Linked DNA regions of Gossypium hirsutum: region 1 is linked to region 2. A link is a contact called in public Hi-C data. All regions are on one chromosome and are shown on one strand. The core of a region is the stretch at or near the end of the contact, and the rest is flanking DNA. Distances in the headings are between cores, read along the strand shown. Region 1 holds the start of LOC107919486 (probable leucine-rich repeat receptor-like protein kinase At1g68400). Region 2 has its middle 9.7 kb from the start of LOC121226083.

The links. Hi-C and Micro-C count contacts between places; a contact is called where the count stands out from the background.
Region 1: a contact with region 2 is called in a Hi-C map of leaf, with 2.5 times the contacts expected there. The contact joins the promoter of LOC107919486 here to the enhancer-like site in region 2. A contact is called at or near these places in 10 of 34 Hi-C or Micro-C datasets (anther, callus, fibers and 4 more).

What each region holds. Positions count from the first base shown.
Region 1 is chrD13:49,545,629-49,549,850 of Gossypium_hirsutum_v2.1, forward strand. LOC107919486 (probable leucine-rich repeat receptor-like protein kinase At1g68400) reads left to right here and starts at 1,560. Exons shown (of 3, transcript XM_041109020.1): 1 at 1,560-1,774; 2 at 1,882-3,383; 3 at 3,504-4,222. The coding sequence starts at 2,240. The coding sequence ends at 4,153.
Region 2 is chrD13:49,428,056-49,432,304 of Gossypium_hirsutum_v2.1, forward strand. No RefSeq gene overlaps it. Among protein-coding and RNA genes, the nearest start is that of LOC121226083, 9.7 kb to the left of the region's middle. Within about 2 kb of position 2,201, at least 9 of the 9 cell types and tissues checked have an H3K27ac peak or open chromatin away from gene starts, as enhancers often do. A contact at or near this core is called in fibers, hypocotyl and leaf, where this site is marked.

The DNA.
Region 1 (4,222 bases), core at 310-2,809, 120 kb after region 2:
GGGCAAATTAGAAATAAATAAAAAAGGACAATGACCAAGTAGAACGCGCGAATAACAAGGAGGGACCAAAATGGGCAATAATCCCCACCCTCCAAAACGCATAGCTTCAAGATGGACCAAATTGAAAGCCGAAATAAATTATAGGGCAAAAATTAAAAATGAAAGAAACTTAATTGTAAACAGTAAAAAATGAAAGGGCTAAAGGCGCAATTAACCCTTCCGTCTAAAAACACGCGGATCCCAGGGGTTAATGGGTCAGGTAATCGGGCACCCCAAAACGACGTTGTTTTGGGCATTTGAGGCCACTCTCAAAACGACGACGTTTTGGGGGCCTATATAAGTTAGGTTTTTAACAAAAAAAAATCATATAGCCTTTGTTTTTAGAGAAAAAAACTGAAAAAGCTCTCCCCTCTCCCTCTGGCCGAAGCCTAGAATCCGGCAAGGGGGACCGCTGTGGCTCCGCCGCCCCTCCGCCGTGGACGGTGGTCAAACGCCCCAGGTAAGTTTTCGTCCTCCCTTTTCTATATATATACGAGATATATATATACAGTTTTTCTTTTTAAACTAAAGGAAAATAAAGAAATTTTTTAATATGAACAGTTTCAAAAACTAGAAAATAAAGAAAATAAAAATGACCTTTGCACGTTTCTACTTTGTTTTTTTCTTCAATCTGCTTTGATGCTTTTTGTTGTTTTTATACTTGAATCTGTTTTTTATTGTATTCAAGAAAAATCCCCCTGGGAAAAAAACTACAATGGTTTATCATGGCTTATGTAGCCATTTTACAAAACTTTAATCTGTTTTTGTATATTTGCTGTCACTTTTGATTTTGGTCTTTGTAGGTGGTGGTGCAAGTGGAGGGCGGTGCTGACAAAGGTGGCAGAGGTGGCACAGTCGGTGGCAGATCTATGGGAGTTAGGGGCAGCACGGACTAAGGTTTCTTTTGTTTTTCTATTTTTTTGGGTATTAGGCTAATTGGGCTTGAATTGGGAAATTTTGGTTTTGGGCCTATCTAATTTTTGTTGAGTTTGTAATTGGTTGTATTGGGTTTTAGTTTTTTTATGGGCCCTGGCAGGATTGGCCCACAATAATATCAAATTAGAACATATAAAGACAATTTAGTAAGACTTTCGAGGGAGCAAATTTAAAATAAATTTGATAGGGTTTGGTGTAGAAACGAAGTTTCCATGATTTTAAATTTTATCTTAATAAAATCATATTGTTGGCACATTTTAACAATTTTTGAACTGCAAAGATGATTTATATTTACATTCATAAGATAGTGTAAATTTAGTAGCCAAAAGTTCTAAGTAAGTTTGTTTAAAGTTAAGAGTTTTATGAAAGTGGATTAATTTAACCTGACTGTCTTGAAACAGTTATAGCTATTTAAAATGGATCTTCTGTAAGGTTCCACTCTGTATTGGTTCAAAGTATTCATCAAATACTATCGCGTTTTAAACAATGAGATATCAGGCATATTTGTAGAGAGGAAAATTAAGAAGCTGACTATTTGATCAAATTGGTCTAACATCGAGATTACAGGTTGTCTGTTTGCGACTTCTCCTTTAGAGGGGAGGGTCTAGTTTTTGTAATTTGCTTTTATTTCTACTTTTTCACTTAAGAGTTTTAGGAGTAAGAAGTGGATAAACTCAAAGTTAGGTTGTGTACGGCTGACTCAGTGTTGCTTTGTGGTTATCAACGTAATTTTGTTGTCATGGTGAGAAAAACAGAATGTGGCCAAAATGAAGAAAAGCTTCGAAGCCGCCAAACATAGGTTTTGTCCCAATATCTTATCACTTACTCCTTCATTATGATGTTGCTCACAGATTTCCTCACCCAAAATAATCACTCTAACTAATAGTTTTAGATTCTTGTCTGCAGCTTTATTGAAAACAAGACTGATATTGCGAGCATGATATTGGAGTGGTCACGGACTTGGGTGTGAATATATGTATCCTTTATAGTTATGCACATGAGCTCGAATACTTTTAAAAAAAAGAACGGTAGGAGTAACATAGCTTAATAAATTCCAGTACGAGTGTAGCATCTCATTGAAGATGACGAGTTACTCGAAGTTCATCCACATTTTTTTTGTATAATTTAATAGGGAGCTTTGGAAACTAAGACAGAAAAAAATGTCCTTTTTCAGATATATCAAAAACAAGGAGGAAGGAACAATGATGCCTTTGAAGTAACTTTTAAACAAGTTTCCATTGACTTGAAGAAACTTTGTACAAAAATGCAGAGAAAGGGAGGGTTTGATCTGTTTCTCAACTGGCTAACATGCATTGCGGTTGTTTCTGCATTAATCAAAACCTGTATGGGAGGTGAGTTATATGAATCCAAATCCTTTTTTAGCTTCATTAGATCTGTTGATCCACAAAACGAACTTGGGATTCAATGGAACCACTTGTCACAAAATCCATGCTTGCATAAGCCTAATGGTGTGAAGTGCAATCTGCAGGCTACCTCAATATTAGAAATAAGGCTTGAAAATCTGAATCTTAGTGGTGTAATAGATGCAGATGCCCTCTGCAAACTTCGAAAGCTTCAAGTTCTTAGCTTATCGAGGAATCTTATACACGGAACGATACCGAGCTCGATATCGTACTGCACTAGGCTGAGGTATCTCAACTTAAGCAGCAATTCGTTAAGTGGGAGAGTTCCTCACACTCTAACCAAGTTGAAGTATCTCAAGAGTTTGGACATCTCTAACAATCATTTTACCAACATCGGTCCATATATTGGAAAGGAATTCGACCATTCTAATAAGTATTTAAAGAAACCAGTTTCATTACAAAGTGATGGTCATTTAAACACAAGAAGAAAGGATGAACAAGCTGCAGGTGCCTCAAAAGATTCCAGTGAAGATAATTCCATCGATCTATTGGTTGTTTTGATCCCTTTATATCTTGGCTTTGGGTTCCTCTTTGTGTTCTTATACTATATGAGAAAGAGGGCCGATAAAATAGCGAAAGAGAAAGAAGCACAAAAGGTGCTTAAAGAAACACCGCTCAAACTCTCTCCGATCAATGCTATACAGGAAGTGAAGCAAGAGGATAGAAACCAAGCGCTTGTTTTTTTTGTTGAGGACCATCAAAGCTTTAAATTAGATGATCTCCTCGAAGCCTCGGCTGATTTACAAAGCCAGGGAATTTGCAGTAGCCTTTACAAGGTAATACTTAAGAACAATGCCACTTATGCTGTCAAAAGATTGAAGAAGTTGCAAGTGTCTTTTGAAGAGTTCAGCCAAACAATGACACGGATCGGGAACTTGAAGCATCGAAATATCCTACCCCTTGTTGGCTACAATTGTACAAATGAAGAAAAGCTTCTGTTCTACAAGTATCAGAACAATGGAAGCCTCCTAAACTTGCTAAAAGGTATGTCGAGAAACTTATACTGCCAGTCATCTCGTGACCAAAGTTTCGGACTTCCAATGTTAGTCAATATGGTTACTCTATTGAAATTCTCTCTTAAAAACTGTTTTTGTTAACTTGCAGGCTACATTGAAGGGAAAAGAGAATTTCCGTGGAGACTTAGACTGACAATAGCAAGTGGACTTGCAAGGGGTTTGGCATTCATATATCAGAATCCAAATGATGCAGACGAGATCATTCCTCATGGAAATCTAAAGCTCTCAAACATATTGCTGGGTGACAGCATGGAACCATTGATAAGTGAATATGGGATTTCAAGGCTTTTAGACCCCAAAAAGAATTCCCTTTTCTCCAATGGTTATACAGCACCCGAGAAAAGTTTATCGGAAAAAGGCGATGTTTTCAGCTTTGGAGTCATCCTACTGGAGTTACTAACTGGTAAGACAGTGGAAAAAACCGGAGTAGACCTTCCGAAGTGGGTGAAGTCGATGGTGAGGGAAGAATGGACTGGAGAGGTTTTTGACAAGGAGGTCACTGAAACCGCATTGCAGTGGGCATTTCCTTTGCTAAATATTGCTCTGAAGTGTGCATCTTATTCACCACTAGATAGACCAACTACATCAGAGGTCTTGGAAACAATCGATGAGGCTTTGTCTGCACACGATGATCGTTCGGTTTCTTCGATGTCTTCCTGGGAATCAGGCCACCCAGATTGCTGTATACTTCACACTGTCATACCTGAAACTTGGGATACTCCAGGATCAAATTGTTAGTAGAAACTTCAGTATGTTCTTATATTCCATTCTCCCTTCAACACCGGAACAATCTTATCATTTCGTTGA
Region 2 (4,249 bases), core at 951-3,450:
ATGACTAAACAATTCAATAATATAAATAATATAAAATGTGAAATTTAATTTAATAATATAAATAGTAGATATAAGTAAAATTATTACTATTTATGTTTAGTGTTTTTTTTTGGATAATTTTGATTTTTTATTTGAGAGTAAAGGGTGAGAAGTAAAAGTTTAGGGGGAAAATAAAAAGTTTTTGGGAATAAAAGTTTGAGGGAAAGTAAATAGGGGGGAGTAAAATTTTGGAGGGAAAATATTAAAAAAAAATTGGAGGGGGGAGGGTTTGGGGTAGATGAGAGGTGGGATGAGAAGGGAATACAAGTTTTAGGGAAAAAGTGGGAGGAAGTAAAAATTTTGGGGAAAAATAAAAGGTTTTGAGGGTTTTTGGGAGTAAAATTTTGAGAAAAAGTAAATGGGAGAGTAAAATTTTGGTGAGAAATGAATTTTGGGTAGATTGGGGGTTGGGAGGGGAGGGGAGTAAAAGTTTTGGGGGGAATGTGGGAATGAGTAAAAGTTTTAAGGGAAAAATAAAAAGGTTTGGGAGTTTGGGGTAAAAATGTAAAATATTATAGTTTGATATTTGAATTATTCGAATTCGAAAACTCAACTCGATTCGAACTCGAAAGTTGAAAAAAAAATTCGAGTTGATTCGAATAACTCGATTAACTCGAATAACTCGATTCATTTAACTCGAAATTCAATATTTTTTCAATTTTTTCGAGTCGAATCCAATTTTGCTCACCCTAACTGTTAAAATTCCGCTTTTCCAAACCTAGGTGTTTCGCCCATCTCGCCGAAAAAAGAAAGGGTCTCCTATTAGAATAATGAATCAATAGCCTAAGTGACAACAACAGTGGCCTATGGTTAGATTTGAGCATTGAGAGATGAGTCACACAACAAGTTGGAAAAGAAGCCATCAACTTATCATTTCCAATTGCTTTATCAATACGCTCAAAAACTCCACCCCTATGCCACGTAAAAGGAGAACCCCTAAACCCCAAATCATTAAGATCAACCGAATTCATAAAGTCACCAAAATATGGACATCTTCTTCCCTTACCACGCCCACCTCTCTTTTCATTGATAGAAAGAATAGCGTTGAGATACCCTATAGCCTACCAAGGGCAACCATTCCTCAAAATCTACGACTTTAAATCATCACAAAGGCATCTCCGTTTACAACTATCTGGATTACCACGAACAAAAACCACAAAAATTGGTCTTAGGAGAGAATTCTCAGAAATGCGGATCAAAACGAATTTAGGGTGACTCCAAAGTATATCAACACGGAGCAACTACTTACACCCAACCCAGATGCCACCAGAAAAACCTACTGCCTCCACTCACTGAGAGCACTGGAAACCAAGACTAGCAATAATAGAATCAGCTTTACCCACACTAACTCTTGTCTCTAAAAGGCCCGATTATACTCATGAAAAATCCGTAGAAACTTGATATTTGCACATCCTTGGCAATTCCATGAAAATATAAATAAATTCATAAAAAAATAAAGGAAATATGAAAACTAACCTTAAAACTAGCTTAACAGTTTTCTCTGCGACATTTTTCATCATGACTCATTTTCTCCTTCTTAGCCTCATTTTCTCTGATAAGTTTGGTTATATAATTCATGTTATTTTATAAAAGAACCCTTGTATTGCCTGAATTTTTAAACCGACCACCACGATCCTAAATCTTACTGATGACTCTACCATTTCAAACAACCCCCTTTTCCCACCCGGATCTCGCCCTCCGAGAGACAAAAGTCCTTTATCATTCTCGGCCAAAAAAACTTTTCCTGGAGATGTAGTATTTTTGGGGCCCTCAATTTCCTTAAAAAAACGGTTGAGTGTTTCCTGGGATCAAGAATATCTTTAATAGGAAGCAGTATTTGCTCTATCAATCCTTCGAACATAGGGTTTAAGTGGGAATTAGTGCCCGAATTATTCTCACGCTCGTTATCAACCAGCAAATCAACATAATTATTAATACTGCTAGGAACATTAATATTCACCTGCACCTCCCTAGGATTTTTTCCCCTTGGACCCAATCCAATTTTTCACCGACTGGAGCAGACCCAACAGAATCAGTTTTATTCGGGCTTTTTGAACCCCCAAATTCTAAAATTTGTCTTTCCCCCGAAACCCCATGCAAAAATTTGCTCTTCTCTATACTAGGCCCAACACTCTCCACAGCATTGGACCCACGGGAAACCCCAGCTCCAACTGAATTATCATGGCCCAAATCGCCTATCTATAGCGAGCCCGTTCTAGACCCAACTAATTTGTTATTACCCCCAAAATTAACCCTACCTTTCTTCTTCAAACCCCCCCTTCTGAAATATAACACCCGAAATTTGCAGCTCCGCTGCTGCAAACTCAGATTCTTTGTCCCTAATCAAAATCAAGGCCCCAAATCTTGACCCTTCCCCAAATGATGCCGATTTGATCGAGTTTTGATTCTAATTTACCCTCAAGTTTCGCCTTGATTTTTTCTCAACTAACATTCAGGGAAAGAAAGGTTCCGATGGCTCTTTCGACTTCTCTTTCTCCGGTATAATCACCGGCGATGGAGAAACAATCGCACCATCAACTTGTTTGGGACCAACGGCCGGGCAGGCTTCTTGTACATGTCCAAACCTGCCATAAGCAAAGCAAACAGTTGGTAACGACTCAAACTCAACCCTTTGTACCTTACCATCAACAAGGATCTTAGTAACAAGAGGTTTTTCCAGGTCAATAAACACTACCATCCTAGAAAGCTTCCCCCTTGAACCACGATCAGTCTGGAAATCAAGTTTAGCTACTTTGCGGATCAACCCGCCTATTTCCTCCAAGATTTTCCGTTTATAGAAAAACCCCGACAAACCAGGAAGTCGAATCCAAACCATAACATTCCTCGGGAATGGCTGAAGTGGATTGAATTCAGGAGTCCACGGCTGCACCATGAGATATTTCCCAAGAACGATCTATGGCCCCTGAGTAAGAACCCTCTCATAATCTTTCCGACATTGAAATCTAACCAGAAAGTAACCATTTTCGACGTCCATGAGATGGAACTACTACGAAGGCTTCCAAAGGCTAGAGATCCTGTTATAGAGAGGTACATTCGACACTTTCCTACCCAACAATTTCACCACCAACGTGGTTGCCATATCTAGCACCAAAAGTTTTTGGATTCTCTCTGAAAAAGCTAATCGTAGGTAACCATTAACTGTAGATTTCATAATATCACCATCTAAAAATTCCAGATCTTCATCACATCCAAAATCAAATGATCTACTACCAACCACTTTGTCCTTCCAAGACAGCACTTATGTTGGAGAGGGATTAACAACCATACCACAACTCGAGTCATTAACCACTCCGCTAATCGTATACACATCCATCCTTTTGGATTTGACCTTTTCGGTGGTACGATCCTCATTCGAAGATACGCCACCATCATCGTCAACCATCGTCGTCGTCATCCAATATGTTTTTCTTATTGAAATAAATCTTTCTAGAAATTAATTTGTTCCACTAAACCTGGAATTGAAAAAGAAAAGTGTAAACAATTGTCTGTATATATTAATTAATTAAATTTAAATTTTATCTTTCATTATTTATTGGATGTTATTTTTAAACACACAATAGTGTTATAAATTTACAATTTTTACATGCATAAACGTGTGATACGATTTATAGTATTTTTAATAATTTATTTTTATTAAAACTATTGATGTAATTAGTTAATTATAACCTAAAAATATAAAAATATTTTTTTACTTAACGGTAAGATTCTTAGATTAAGTGGTAAGAGACTTTAAATTTAATCTCTAACATTTTTACCTTTACATCAATAATTAAAAAAAAATTGTTATCTATACCATATTTATGTTTTAGAATTAATTTAAATAAAAAGTAATTCATATTATTACTATATTATATAACACTCACGATTGTATTGATTGCATTAAACTATGCAAAAAGTTGGGTATGCTACTTAACTTTTGCGTGCCAGGCTCTTTTCATGCCATAAGGAAAGGACAGACACCCAGCTTGTCCTCCACCTAGATAAACTGACCCGTATCTTGATACCAATTATTGGGCTTAATAGAAATGAGTGGACCCATGTCTCTATTGTTGAGAATAGGTTTTTTACAAAAATAATATAAAAAATAAAAAATTACCAAAATGTTATAACTTTTTTTATTTATCAAAATATATATAATTTTTTTTATTTACCAAAATATATCAAAAAAACAAAAAAATAAAAAAATAGA